Linked DNA regions of Mus musculus: regions 2 and 3 are each linked to region 1. A link is a contact called in public Hi-C and HiCAR-type data. All regions are on one chromosome and are shown on one strand. The core of a region is the stretch at or near the end of the contact, and the rest is flanking DNA. Distances in the headings are between cores, read along the strand shown.

The links. A called contact is a pair of places that touch in the nucleus more often than the background predicts. HiCAR-type assays count read pairs that join an accessible place to other places.
Region 2: a contact with region 1 is called in a HiCAR-type map of astrocytes, with 4 times the contacts expected there. The contact joins the promoter of Ctnnd2 here to the promoter of Dap in region 1. A contact is called at or near these places in 8 of 39 promoter capture datasets (cranial neural crest, embryonic stem cells, frontonasal cranial neural crest and 4 more), 2 of 484 Hi-C or Micro-C datasets (both in embryonic stem cells) and 11 of 115 datasets of contacts at active chromatin or transcription factors (VIP interneurons, astrocytes, embryonic forebrain and 7 more).
Region 3: a Hi-C map of uterus shows a contact between it and region 1, with 6 times the contacts expected there. The contact joins the promoter of Sema5a here to the promoter of Dap in region 1. A contact is called at or near these places in 3 of 39 promoter capture datasets (the 3T3-L1 cell line, liver and pre-B cells) and 1 of 484 Hi-C or Micro-C datasets (uterus).

Annotation. Positions count from the first base shown.
Region 1 is chr15:31,222,535-31,227,120 of GRCm38.p6, forward strand. It overlaps Dap (death-associated protein), which reads left to right and starts at 1,851. Exons shown (of 4, transcript NM_146057.3): 1 at 1,851-2,049. The coding sequence starts at 1,995.
Region 2 is chr15:30,169,858-30,174,443 of GRCm38.p6, forward strand. Ctnnd2 (catenin (cadherin associated protein), delta 2) reads left to right here and starts at 2,677. Exons shown (of 23, transcript NM_008729.3): 1 at 2,677-3,306. The coding sequence starts at 3,270. Gm31953 (a long non-coding RNA gene) reads left to right here and starts at 3,313. Exons shown (of 2, transcript XR_875097.3): 1 at 3,313-3,946.
Region 3 is chr15:32,242,162-32,246,747 of GRCm38.p6, forward strand. It overlaps Sema5a (sema domain, seven thrombospondin repeats (type 1 and type 1-like), transmembrane domain (TM) and short cytoplasmic domain, (semaphorin) 5A), which reads left to right and starts at 2,652. Exons shown (of 23, transcript NM_009154.2): 1 at 2,652-3,138. Snhg18 (small nucleolar RNA host gene 18) reads right to left here and starts at 2,501. Exons shown (of 2, transcript NR_038186.1): 1 at 2,221-2,501.

The sequences.
Region 1 (4,586 bases), core at 601-3,100:
CTACTTAGAGAAAAGTAGGAAATGTCCTCCAAAACCCTTACCCAGAAGTCAGCCAGCACTAGGAGGAAATGCTGCTGGGCTGAGAAACCTGGTATCTGGGCCCAGCTCACATTCACCAGACTGAAATGACTCTTTCACCTCCTCCCCCTCCCGCTCCCCCTTCCCCTCTCTCTATCTCTTTCTCTGTGTATGTTCTTGTTAAAAATGAATTATCCTCTCTCATCCCTAGAACCATTTAAGATTCAATTAACACCAGTCAACATTACTAGAATCTGTTCGGTAGACACCAGTGCATAGAATGCTCCCAGAGTGGTACTCAACATGTAGACTGTACCTGTGACAGACTGGGCTGGACATGCCCACACCCACCCACATGCCTCCTCCACAAGTGAAAGTGAATGAATATACTATTATATCCTAAGCATCCACTCCATTTTCTGTGTAGGCCCCATTTGTTGCTCTCTGTTAAGACAACATTGTAGGAGACCCATTGCCTCTCTGTTCCAGGATTATATGGGTCTTTTGCGATTGCCATGGCTAAGGGCCTGGAATATAAGTGAAAACCATATACCAGGCTTCTCCTTCCATGGAGCTGACAGTCCAGTCCATGGAGAATTCCAGTAAATGAGCAGAGAGAAATAAGGACGGCCAGATGAGGTTGATCGCATGGAGGCAGTAAAAAACATGAACAGAAACATGAGCCGGGCACCTTGGCTACATTCTCAGATCCCACAGGTCAGCTGACTTCACAAGCTGGTTGTACTATAGGAAGGAGTCAGTCATGTAGATATCTGGAGGAATCAGTGCTCAGTGATGGGAATAGCAGATGCCAAGACCAGAAGAACTGGCCTGTCCCACTAAAGAAGGATCAGAACAACCAATATGGGTCAAGGAGCCATAAGCAATGAGCTGCTAGTTTGCCAGGCCCTGTCACGAAAAAAGCCTTGTGGGTTGTATGTGCTACAGGTTGCATTTGATGGCCACAAGGGCTTCAAACCTCCTCGACTAAGAAATTGTTTCTATGCAAGCCTGCAAACCACTTGCCTCTTGAGAACCGCGAGCTAAATAATTCTGAGTAATTTATGAATTACTCAGACGCCAACATCATTACAGTGGAAAGCACCCCAGGAACGTGTAGGGAAGAGGGCCAAGGATGATGCACGGGAGATACAAATATTTACAAGTCTACAGAGAAGCTTGCCAAGCCGAATGGCAGCCACGGTGGTCTGGACAAGGCAGAGACATGGCGTCCCTAAAGCTAAAGAACATCCAGAGCTGTCTGCAGTGCTCCTACGAGATCAAAGGCACTGGACAAGTGACCTTCGGATTTGGCAGCCTGGGGTCAGGGAGAGGTTCTGAGAGATCAGTCAAGAGGTTCTGAGAGTAAGGAAGGAGTAGAGAGGTGTGGCACCCTGCCTCTTTTAATAGCTGGGTCGTCTAAGATCCGTGTGCAGCCTGGAAGGGATGGTGGCAGGCCCTTTTCTAAAGATAGAAGACTGCTGATCTTGCAGAGCTGCGAGTTCTAGAGAGTAACGGATAAGTTTTGCTGCAAAGTGAGCCAAGGAGCCAGGAGCTGCCATCTCTGAACGAAACCCCGCGCTGGGGTCTCGAACCACCAGCAGGCTACGCTTCCCTCAGTGACAGCTTGGCTAGTGAACACGCACCACGGGTCCAGCCCCTCGCTGGTCGCAGGGCCGCCCCGCCCTTCACGTACACACGCGCCCTGTCATCCTTCCCATACAATAGCCTTGGAGTCGTACGTGGCGCTGGCCGCTGCGCATGCTCCACAAGGACGGGCGGGGCGAGGCGAGGCGGCTCACAGAGTTCGGGTGGGCGGGACCGTGCCACGCAGCCGTTTGGAGCCACGCCCCCCTGCCCGGGGCGGCAGTGCGCGTTCCCGAGCAGCGCGCGCCTCACGCCTTCCCCCGAGTCCTCGCGCGCGCACTGACGCCCACCCCGCGGCTGCCGTCGCCCCTCCGAAAACCAGCGGCGCCATGTCTTCGCCTCCAGAAGGAAAGCTGGAGACCAAAGCTGGACACCCGCCCGCCGGTACTGACTGGTTTGCACTATGTCTTGGGGCGCCGGGAGGGGACAGGGCAGGATCGGGGTCCCAGTGCCCCGGTGCCCCTTGCTTGTGTGCTGCGCAGGCGCGCAGGTGAGCGGGCCCGGGGTGCAGGTGAGCGGGTCGCGGGATCCAGCCCTCCCCGGCGGGGACACCCTAGTTGTACAAGTCAAAACTCAAAAGTAGGCAGTTTTTATGAGATTGCACAGATGTTTGCGTGGGAGACCCCCAACAATTAAAAGGTAGTGTTGTATCATGATGATTAATCGTGGGCTGACAGCATTTCACACTGACAGACCAAAGAAGCGGAAATAATTATGATCATTAATCACCCGGCATGACTTCCTTTATTCATTTAATTTTCGCATCCAACTCCCTCTTGAAAGTGGTTAAAACGGTATTTTTTTAAAGCAAACCCGGAACTTCTGAGCCAAAACTTCTTTTTACTGGCAGTTCAGTCCAGTAAAGAGCCACCTCTCTTAGGAAATGGTGAGCAACCTTTGTGTGCCTTGGGCAGCCGCCTCCACTCAGTTCCTGTTTGTTCCTCCATGGCTGGAGGAGTTGGCATTTCTACTGCCCTTTCTGGTGGCAGAGATACCTGTGGAAGCACCACAGAGAGCCAGCCTGGAAACCGTGGGTCCTAGAAGCCAAGTCTCCTGTGGTATAAAACCAGGGCATCTCCCTGCAGACCTTGGAGGACTGTGTGGGGTAGGGACACATCTGTACCATCTTTCTGTAGTAAAAACTTAGACTCTCCAGCTGCTGGCCCCACTGGAGAACAGGAGGAGAGAGGAAACTGCCTTTAAAGTATGCTGTATTTCAAAGCTGATTCACTATGACAGTGCTTCTCAACTCGCCTAACTGGGGTTAGGAGTTATAGCTACGGGAGTCTTTGTGTTCAGTGTAAGATACTATGCTAGAGTATGGAAGGCTCTGGGTTCAATTCTCACTTCTTACAATACAAATTAACTTGTGGAAAGATTACCTTTAAGATACTGGCTCCTATCCCTAACCAAGTCTGTCCGCAATGGGTACCGGCTTGCTTCGCCAGTGGCGTCTCACTGAGTATATTAAACCACCTTCAGGGTAGGCCCTATGCCCCAGTAAATAGATGGCCAACGCAAAACGAACTCAGTGGTATTTTTGTAGACTTCCTGTCTCATGTGGTTTTCTTTGAGCATTTTTTAAAATCTTACTAGTGTATTGCTTGTGTATTTTGGTTTGTGGTTTTGTGGACTCTGTGTGTGTGTGTGTGTGTGTGTGTGTGTGAGAGAGAGAGAGAGAGAGAGAGAGAGAGAGAGAGAGAGGTATGGTGGGTAGGAATTGGGGGAAAAGTTGGAGAGAGGAAAAACATAATCAGACTATATTGTATGAAAAAAATCTACTAAAAAAACATAAACAAAACAACAACAGCAAACATTTCCTTTAAGGAACACCTTGACCTTTAATTCCTAAAGGAGTAGTTTGTGTCTACCTGCCTGAGGCTCTGAGCTGCTTGGTGTGGCCTGCACAGTAGGATCACATGACTGATTCTCCCAAGATAAGGAGTTCATTAGTGTGTGCTGTTGGAAAGGCATTGTGTCAAAATAGCACTAATTAAATTACATGTAGAGACTATTCACATGGACATCTTAGGATCGGAGGAAGAAAAACACACATGGGGGAAATTTGACATGAGAGTTCTGATTTTTCTTTAGTTTGTAAACAGGCTTTTGGGTTGGAAATGAAATACATTGTTTGTGCCTGCAGAGAGAGCCACGAGCGCACATTGTTAGAGTCTTGAGGAACACCGCTGGGCTCCTCTGGGACTCTGCGTTTCTCACCTGAATTTAGAGGCTGTAGCTGACGGTGGATCTCTGGGCCAGCCTTGGGGTTGTCAGCCACCCGCGGCTGGGCCCAGCCTTGGGGCTGTATCTCTTGCTTCTTTGCCTCTGTTTGTTCCTCTAGTTAATCAAACAGATAAATTTAGGTGACCTTAGGTCATTTACCTGACCCAAAAGTCTGGCGGGAGAGTAGCTGTCAGTGTCACATGCTGCATATCCCAAGGCCAGCTAGACCTGTGAGCCCAGAGGGGTGGGTGGGAAGGCAGTGGTTCTCAGCAGTGCCCCTAGTGTGCATGTTTCTCCCTATCCACAGAAGACCGAGGGCAGGGACTGGAGAGATGGCTCAGTGGTTAAGAGCACTGACCTGCTGTTCCAAGGGTCCCGAGTTCAATTCCCAGCAGCTAATCGGTGGCTCACAACCATCTGTAATGAGATCTGATGCCCTCTTCTGGTGTGTCTGAAGACAGCTACAGTATACTCATATAAATAAAATAAATCTTAAAAAGAAAAAAAGACCGAGGGCACTGCCTGTTTGTGTCAGGGAGGCCATAGGGTGCTTTTTATCTGTCTGGCAGCACCAGAGAATAGCAGTGCTGGAGAGTAAATATTTTTTAAAAGAAGAAACGGCCACCCACTAGTCACGAAGAATAAAGGTTTGCCAAGAACACAGTTCATAAGTCAAAGGGACCACCTTAAAAACT
Region 2 (4,586 bases), core at 1,427-3,926, 1.1 Mb before region 1:
TACCAATAAAGAGATTTTCTTCTAAAGTCAACACAATCTGAACTCTAAAACTTGACATATGACTTTACAAAATGTGTTTCATTAATACATTTTATTCTCAAAACTTAAGCCAAACTTCCATGTAAAAATGTTTGCTTCATATTTTAAGTTGATTTTGAAAAATCAAGAGAAACGTGTTGCTTTGAGATGTGATTTCTACACTGCGTTGCTCTAATGATGTGCAAACAGACGAGGGACAATAACGATTTGCCATGTAGCATTCATTGATCAATATAATTCGAAACCACCAGAATAACAATTTTCTGGACTCAGAGTGGATGTGTGAATTTAGGATTCTGCTCCTCACTGGAACTGTCAGAAGCAGCAAGCAAAAGATGGCAGCAGCGAGTCGTCCGAAGGCTCAGCACCACACAGGAACACTTCACCCTAGTTTTCACATTATCTAATTGTGAACTTAATAATATCTCCAGTTACAAATAAATCTGGAAGGACAGAAATCATAAATGTTTCAACGAAGTGCATCAAAGAGTAAATGAAATCCTTGTTGTTTAGGGCATGTCTGCTTCTTAAAGATCCCACACCTACCACAAGAAGTTCTTCAGGGACTGATCATGGGTGTTGCCATAGCGATCAATAAATCAATGGGAATTTTGCGATTTCTCATAAAGCAAAGCAAACAACTTTTCTCTCATACTGGATCTTTTTGGATATAAACATATGTATATGCTATAAGGATAGGATCTGTGCACCTACTACGATATCTGATTTTGTCTTAGTCTCTTCCCTGTCCCCACTGACTTACTGACTCCTTAAAATTCATAAGGAGAAAAACAGGGATCCAGAGAGATGGCTCAGTAATTGTGCTTGTTCTGCAAGTTTGAGAACCTGAGTTCAGGACCCCCATAGAATGACTGGTGAGGCCATGTAACACACCTGTAAATCAAGTCTTGAGGGGACCTGGAGACTGGAGGTTTTGGGGGGCTTGTTAGCCTCTAAGTTCACAGGTTCAGTGGAAGACCAAGTCTTAAAGAATAAAGCCAAGAGGGACAGAAAAGAACATTATTGAGTTCTCCCTGGTCTCCGGGCATCAGCACACATATTCACATAGACCACATGCCTCACATACATACATACACGTATCTCTCACACATGCTAGCACATACAAATCACACAAGTACAAACAGAAACAGACACACAGAGGCTAAGCGCATCTTTTATTATGTAACACACACACACACACACACACACACACACACACACACACGAGATGTGACAGCTGGTGTGCCTTACAAGCCCCAAATTCCAGATTCAACTGAAGCTGATGTGGGAAAAAAAAAAACAAAAAAACAAAAAAACAAAAAACCAAACCTGCAAATGACCACATATCTTCCCTCACAGGAATCAGGCTATGTTAATGTCACACCAGCTTCGAAGGAGAACCTACACTGGAGAACAACTTTTGGGAGTGAGACTGAGCCTACTAGAGGTAGATGGAATGACTGACGGTGCACATTTCCCTGTTGTGAACAGTCATTACTCAATCTCTTGTCTGTTCCTTTACATATTTAGTCTGCTTAACTTTTCTTTCCACTTGCCTCAGCCTTTCACTAACTCCAGAGAATAATAGAGGCTATCTCAGATTTAATGCAAGCATTTTGACCTTGTTGGATAATCTCTTGCAAACTGAATAGAAATGTCCCTGAGATTACTGAAGCTGGAACCCCTCTTATTACAAGTTCGGGGTTCCTGGTCCATTTATCTGTGTCTCAGAAAATGGCTCTGGGAAAGAGTAGGGTGGGGTGGGCTGGCTTCAAAGTAAGGATCTTTGGTGGAATAATTATGGGACGTATTTGTCCTGCATGTGACTGACAGACTTTGCAGCCACACAGGGACATAGATGAAGGTCCTGAGGGCCTGCCTGCCTTGGAACTTGGCATGGGTTTCGTTTTCCAACAAGACTTTTCATAGTGTGACTTTGCTTGCTAGATTTAGCACTCTGTGTTGCCTAATGACTGACTAACTGAGAGACATTCGGAAATCTCAGTTGGAAATGGAGCAAGCTTCACAGACTCCACCGCGGTCAGTGGAGGAGGAGCAAAGTTTTCATTTTAGCACGGGACAATGGAAGAGAAGAGGAAAACAGTCGTGGAGGTGTCCAAGAAGACAACTGGGTGAGACGTGACAGGAAGACGAAGAGAATTCATTAAAGCTCTAGATCCAGCAAGGGTCTTCCTTGTAGGAAGTTTACTCATATTCCAGATTTTAAAACCAGACTGAGTTTGCATAAAGCATAATCAGAGCAGGAGGTGGTGGAGATGGGGCCCCAACACTACGAAAGAACCTTTCACAGACGTCATGCGTTCTTTGCTTTGGAACCCTAGAATCTACAAGAACATCCACCCCCATCCACTAGCTTTCATGGCTGGCCCGGTGCTCTCCTTAACTCACAAGCTACTCTAAAACCCCTCAATCGCTGCCCCTTTGCAGACCAACATCTGCCCCGCAGAATCAACTCTCCGCGTAGGCTCTATCTCGGGTGCTGTCTGTTCCCGGGGATGCGCGGCCCTCTCCCAACCTGAGCCGCCTCCTCCCATCTCTGCTGCTGTTGCTGCCGCCGCGAAAACCAGAAGTGGAATTCGCGTGGCGAGGCGCCGCGCTCTCTCGGCGGCACTGGGCATGCTCCGCACCCGGGGCAGGTTTCGGTGGTGGGGCGGACGCTCGCTCGCTCACTAGCCAAGCGCCGGAGCCGGCCGCCGCGGCTGAGCCGGAGGCTGAGCTGCGGCGCGCGGCGGGAGGAGCCTCGCTCTCGGCGGCGGCGGCGGCGGCGGCGACACAGGTGGCGCGGGCGGCGCGCAGGGCGCAGCTCGAGAGCGCTCGGCGCCGGGCGCCAGGGCGGCCCAGGCTCGCGCCCGCGGCGGCAACCGGCCGAGCGGAGCGGCGGGCGCGGCGGCTCGGTAGCCCGGCCCGAGCCCGGGGAGCCCCGCGGAACCCTGAGCATCCCGCGGCGCCCGCCGAGTCGGGCAGGGGGCGCTACGCTCGCCGCGCTCGGAGGGGCGGCCGGGCCGGGCGCTGCGCACTCGCGTCGGGAGCCGCCTCTCGCCTGCCGCGCTCGCCCCTGCTCCCCGCCAGCATCACTTGTCCCGCGGCCGCGCTCCGACAACAAAAGCGGAGGATGCTGCAGCTGGGCAAGGTCAGGACCTTGCTCTGAAGCCGGGCGGCGGCGCGCACGCCTTTCCCCCGACTGAGGAGCTGTCTTTGGCGGCGGGTGCATGTTCGCCAGGAAGCAGTCGGGCGCCGCGCCGTTCGGTGAGTTGCCTTAGCTGAGCTGCTGGAGCCGGGCGCATCCTCCGGGCGTCGTCCTCTTGCTCACCGCCGGTGGGGGTTGGTCCTCCGCTTCCAGCGGGGCTAGGGGTGGCGGCGGGCGGCAGTGGGGTGCTGTCTGCCCCGGGGGAGGACCGCGATCCTACCGGCTCCCCTCTTGGAAGGCGGCTCTCCCCGCAACGGGGTCCGGGGTCAGTGTCTTTCTTGGAGCGGTTACCAAGTGGCTTCTCCGCGTGCTCCCCTCCCTGCCACCCCTCTACCTCGGAGGACGCGTATATAGGGCAACACCGACTGCTCCCCGCCACCCTCCAGAGCAACCCGGTTGCATTCATGACGTCCCTAATATACCGGAGAAGACGGGGTGGGGGCGGGGAAGACTTCCTTCCAGTCTTTTGCCCTTATGTTCAATGTCATTACGATGTTTGGCTAGAACAAAATGGAAAGACTTAGTCATATGCGTCCATGGCCGTTTCTTCAGTCTCCCGCTGCTCGCCAGACCCAGACCCCTTTGGTCTATATTTAGCGTTTCCGAGGAAGCATTTTCAGAGGGATTCACAGGCTTCCGGGGGCTTCTCTGTCCTGACAATAGATAGCGAGGCTCTGGAAAGCGCTGCCTGACAGCCAGGTTTGGCAAGGGTGCTTGTGCATGGGAGATAGGCGTAGCGATATTTGGGTGATTCGTAATTAATGGCTGAAAGCAAAGCTGCGTTTCGCTCCCCCCTTCCTCTTCTTCTTGTGTGTAATGTGTTTTCATCGATTGATACTCAGCATGTTGAGCCACTCTGTTCAGAGTAAAGTCTCTAGGAAGGAGGTGCAACCTCCTCGGTCGGAGGGTGGGGGTCGGAAAACAGACTTGGGGGCTTAGAGGGATGTGCATCTCTGTATTTTCCACAAGGAGCCACTTATTTCTCAAATACCCAAAGTTGCGTTTTCACTGTAAACACCGGGGTAATGAAGGGTGTGGAAGAAGAGGATAATAGAGGGGGAGGCTGTGCTTGCAAGGGGTTTGTATTTCCCTCATTTGAACTGATCTGCTGTGCTTCAACTCTGCAAGGCTGTATACGTATGCATGCCTAATGTTCTCTAAGAGATATGTTGGCTTAGAAAAGAGATATGTAATGAGCAAAAATCAGGCCCGATAAGCATGACGGACAGTTCACTTTTAGGAACTGTGTGACTGATATTTAAGACGCCGAGAATTTTCTGCATTGACTTCCATGAAAATGGGGAGGTGTTGCCCCTGCCCATGAGTTACCTCATTTTGC
Region 3 (4,586 bases), core at 1,402-3,901, 1.0 Mb after region 1:
TTCTACTAGGAAAAGGAAATATTTCTAAATACTTAAAAACAATTGCATTTCAGAGTGCCTGCTCTGTGCTAAGCCTCAGCTGTGCTTTATTGAGCAGCTTCTTTCTCCTTTGGTGCTTGTGGGTCAAGCTGCATGAGAAGACGTGAGTGAGCTCAGAAAAGTTCACGAACTTTCTGCAAGTCAGTAGCAAAATCAGTGTCAGCTTAGGACCATTTCACCTCCAGGGGTTCTCAGCCTTCCTAAGGCTGCGACCCTTTAATACAGTTCCTCATGCTGTGGGGGCCACAATCATAAAATTATATCACTGCTACTTCATAACTGTAATTTTGCCGTTATGAATCATGATGTAAACATTTCACATGCAGGATATCCGCTATGCGACCCCTGTGAAAGGGTCGTTCACCAGCCAAGAGGTTGTGACCCGCAGGTCAAGAATCACTGTTTTAGACCAAGAAAGCACTCCAAATGAGGATTTGGTTTCTGGTCTTGTTTCTTAGAGATTTGTAATTCATTATCACTGATACATTTAACAATGGTATAGTGTAGTCTGTAAATGGCAAAAATCAAACCTACATCCTGCCCCAGTAACACAAATTCACTTCATTTAGAGGGTGAAATTCTATGGGATAATCCTCACGGTAAACAGCGCTTATGCCTCCAAGCTAAGAGTGAGTTTCTTTGTCTGCTTGTAAGTTTATAAGTTATCCCTAGGTGGTCCCAGGCTGGCCTTGAATTCTCAATCCTTCTGCCTCAGCCACCTGAGTGCACAGGTTTGATCTCCCTCATTCCTTTCTTCCTTAAAAAAAAAAATATTTTTTTTTTTAAAAAGATGTGCTAATTGTTTTTATCAGTTGACATTGAGGGATAAGCATAAGAAAGAGTGAAGTACATTTGAGTTTTAATTTGTCTTTCTCCACCCTGTTCTGCTCCACCCTGCCTTCCTGAAGGCTATAGGGTTCAAGTGTGAGGCTGAGGTCTTCCACTGTCGGCCCCTAGAAGGCCTCCTTCTCCCAAAAGTCTCCCAGACTGTTGTGCCACGTAGGCAAGAGAAGGGGAGTGCTCAGAATGGCGCTAGTTCCCACCCACTTCTGAAACAGCAGGGAGAAGCAAAGGAAGCCTATTAACTTTTCCGGGCAAGATCTAGAAGCCAGGAGCTGCCACCCCAGAGCTGGAAGCCAGCCAAGCATCTGTAGTAGATGTTTCCCAAACAAGCCCTAGAAGACATCTGCGTTGGGGCCATACTTTTCAGGCTCCACAATTGTAGACACAGCACACTCTGGGGTTGACATAGCCTCCAATGGACTCTTTCAAAAATGGTTTCGCCTAATTCTTTCATTTGAAGGTGACAGACACAACAAATTGGTGGCAACTTGTGCTTCTATTCACCTCCTCTTGAATCTCTGTGGTCCTGGATGAGCGGTGACACATTCCAGCTATTACCCGGTCCCTGTTTAGCATCATGGAACCCTCACAGAGGCCCCGAACTGTCACCGGCGCCCCTATCCCCTACCAGGGCACATTTGCAACCTGCCAATACCAGGATGTGATTGTGGCAAATGGGAACATCCTTAGGTCTTGCAGCTAAGAAACTCATTGATGAGGTTCCTTATGCAAAAGCACCCGAGGCCACCAACAAGGCCCGATATGGGAGGAAAACCTGAAGACATCGTTCCTTTACCCTATCCTGAGGGAAAAGGATCGCCAAGCATGGCTGTAGGGGCAGGGATCCACGGTTTCTGACTTTATCCTGTAATTTCCCCTCTTCACAACCTTGTATGTTGTTTAGAACTTGGTGAGTTGATCACTTCCTTAGAAGGAGAACTGAACAACGCGTCAATAAAGCTGCCTTCCCAAGGCATTTACTTTGCGTTCCAAGATAAACTTTTTGCCCCCATGCTCACTCAGTAAACTCCCAAGATACTTGCGGAGTACCAATTAGCCCAGCTGTTTCTGTCCATGAGGTAACCCTCTCCTAATTCCCATTAGGGCTACTTGGGAACCTCTTGCTCTATTTCCTTGGATGGCAGATTTATTCATTTCTCTGATCTATCCTTTTCAAGAACTGAGAGCCTTGCTGGGCCCAGCTCGCCTGTAAGAATCCGCGGCGGGCCCCTCACCACCCCCAAAGCACACCCCAGTCTTCTTATGATGACACAGAAGAACTGAATCTTAAACTTCCACTTTCTTCCCACCCGCGATCCGCCGGGGGCACGCACTTACCTGGAGCTTAGGCAGGCCTAGCAGACGCCACGTCTCTGGTTTGGGTTGAACTGCCTCCAGCCCTTTATACAGCCCATCCTGCAAAGTAGCCACGTAGGAGCCACCGGGCAAGGGGCGGGTAGCCAAAGAAGGTCTCTTCCAGGCGAGGAAGGGAGTTCGAAAAAAGTCACCAGTTGGGTGAGCTTGCACTCTGGTGGCACAAATAGAACTCCTGGGGTGTGTAGAGAGCCCCCTGGGGAGTGTTTGGGGGTCCCATCTCGGGAAGAGGCGGGGCTAGAGGAGGGGCCTGGGAAGGTCAGGGGTGGGTGGGGCGCTCAGTTTGCACGCGGGAGGGGCGGAGTAGGGGAGGTGCGGCGGAGGGGGCGGGGCGGGGGCGGGGCGAGGCGAGGCGGTCCTGTGCTCCCCGCCCCGAGCTCTGGGCCCGCTCACCCAGCGCTGGTCTACTCGCTAGGAAGGCGGCGTCAGCAGCGGCTGCTCACGCTGTGCCCACTCCCGCGCGCGCTGCGCTCCCGCCGCGGGTGGGCTCCTCAGCCCTTGGCTGACGGTGGCCCCAGCCTTGTGGCGACCTCTGTATCCCACCTTCCCACTGCGGGGGCGTCCCGGCACGTGCAATCCTTTTTGGGGGTGTTCTTGGTTCCCACGCGCAGCTACTAAGCAGAGGGTACCCAACTTTGCCACCTCACCGGTCGCCCTCTCTCGGCGCGAGCCTGTCCACTCAGCTGCACAACTGGAGACTCCGGCAGACTAGCTGGTCCCCAGCCTGGCGCGCTGCGAGAGGAGGATAGCTCTGGAGAAGTGGCGGGGTGCAGTGGTGGCGGCTGCCTCGACTTCCCTCGTAGTACACTGAAGAGGACCCTTGGAGCAGCTCCGGGCCCCGGGGCGCTGGATGACTAGCAGGAGGAACGCGCCCGGCATCTGGTGAGCTCTCTCCCCGCAGAGTCCCTGAGTGTCATAGCTGAGACCCTGCACGTGTGAACTGGACTCGGCACTGGTCCATTTGCGGGTGGTGTAAGTCTCTGGTAGGGTCACTCTGCAGACACCTGGGTGGGGACAACCTGGCAGAGGCGCGTGCAGGACTACCATCAAAGCGGGGGCGGTCGCAGTGGAGATAGTGCACGGGCTGGAAGTTTGTGTCTTAGCCTTTCCCTGGATACGAGCGTGGATTGAGAAGGTCCGGGTGTGCGACCGGTCAGTGGGCAAGCCTGCACCTCGGCCAGCACCTTTCAGGTACCCGTGGAGATCTGTGTGCGTAATCCGCGCTAGGCCAGGCTTGCTTGGTGGGATCTGGAACCGGGATTGGTGGTCGGAATCGCCTACCTCCCTGCACGGTGGACTAGGGGACATTTATTTTCCTGCTCTCTGCACAGGGGCTCTGCGGTGTTCGTGAAAATCTGGGGTTAGTGGGACCAGGGCACAACTCCGCCAGGGTGTTTTGCTGAGGAAGACTAAGGCAGGGATGGCGAAGCCTGGGGCTTCAGCAGGATGAGCTCCAATCGCAGAGCCCCCGTCTGCGGGCAGCCCAGCCGCACGCATTTCATACCCGGGTTCACGGTCTGGGGCCAGGAGAAGATCGGTGCTCAGGATATTCCGAGGAACTGTTGGAGGGGAGTGATCTCCGGCGATCGCCCTTGGAATTGGGCCCAGAGCGGGTAGGTCCCGGTCCCGGTACCCCTCACCTCCCGCCCCGGGCTTTGGCGGGAAGCGCTTTCACGTCCTTTTTTGTTGTTTGTACCTGGATGCGGTTGCCTTGAGTTGGGTTTTAACTTTCCTGCGCCTGCGGCGTCCCGGAGATTCCCGGCAGGGGGCGCCAAGAGCGAGCTTTCGGAGAGGATGTCACAGAGCTTGTTAGTGTTTTTGTCCTGGGCAAATGGGTCAGGGGTCCTAGGCAGCAGTAAAACACAGATTTTTGCTGTGATTTCCGCGCTAGGCCAGGCTTGCTTGGTGGGATCTGGAACCGGGATTGGTGGTCGGAATCGCCTACCTCCCTGCACGGTGGACTAGGGGACATTTTCCTGCTCTCTGCACAGGGGCTCTGCGGTGTTCGTGAAAATTTGGGGTTAGTGGGACCAGGGCACAACTCCGCCAGGGTGTTTTGCTGAGGAAGACTAAGGCATTTCATACCCGGGTTCACGGTCTGGGGCCAGGAGAAGATCGGTGCTCAGGATGTTCCGAGGAACTGTTGGAGGGGAGTGATCTCTGGCGATCGCCCTTGGCGATCCTCTTTTCCTCTCAAAAGGAAGAGTTGAGAGAAGTGTTCTCTTTACCCAGGAGAGCTTTTTAGCGTAGTTAAGCGACAGAAAAGTTGGACGGAAGCCGTCTATCTGGAAAGGTTTCTTCCTAAGACACATTCCTACAAACTCCTCAGG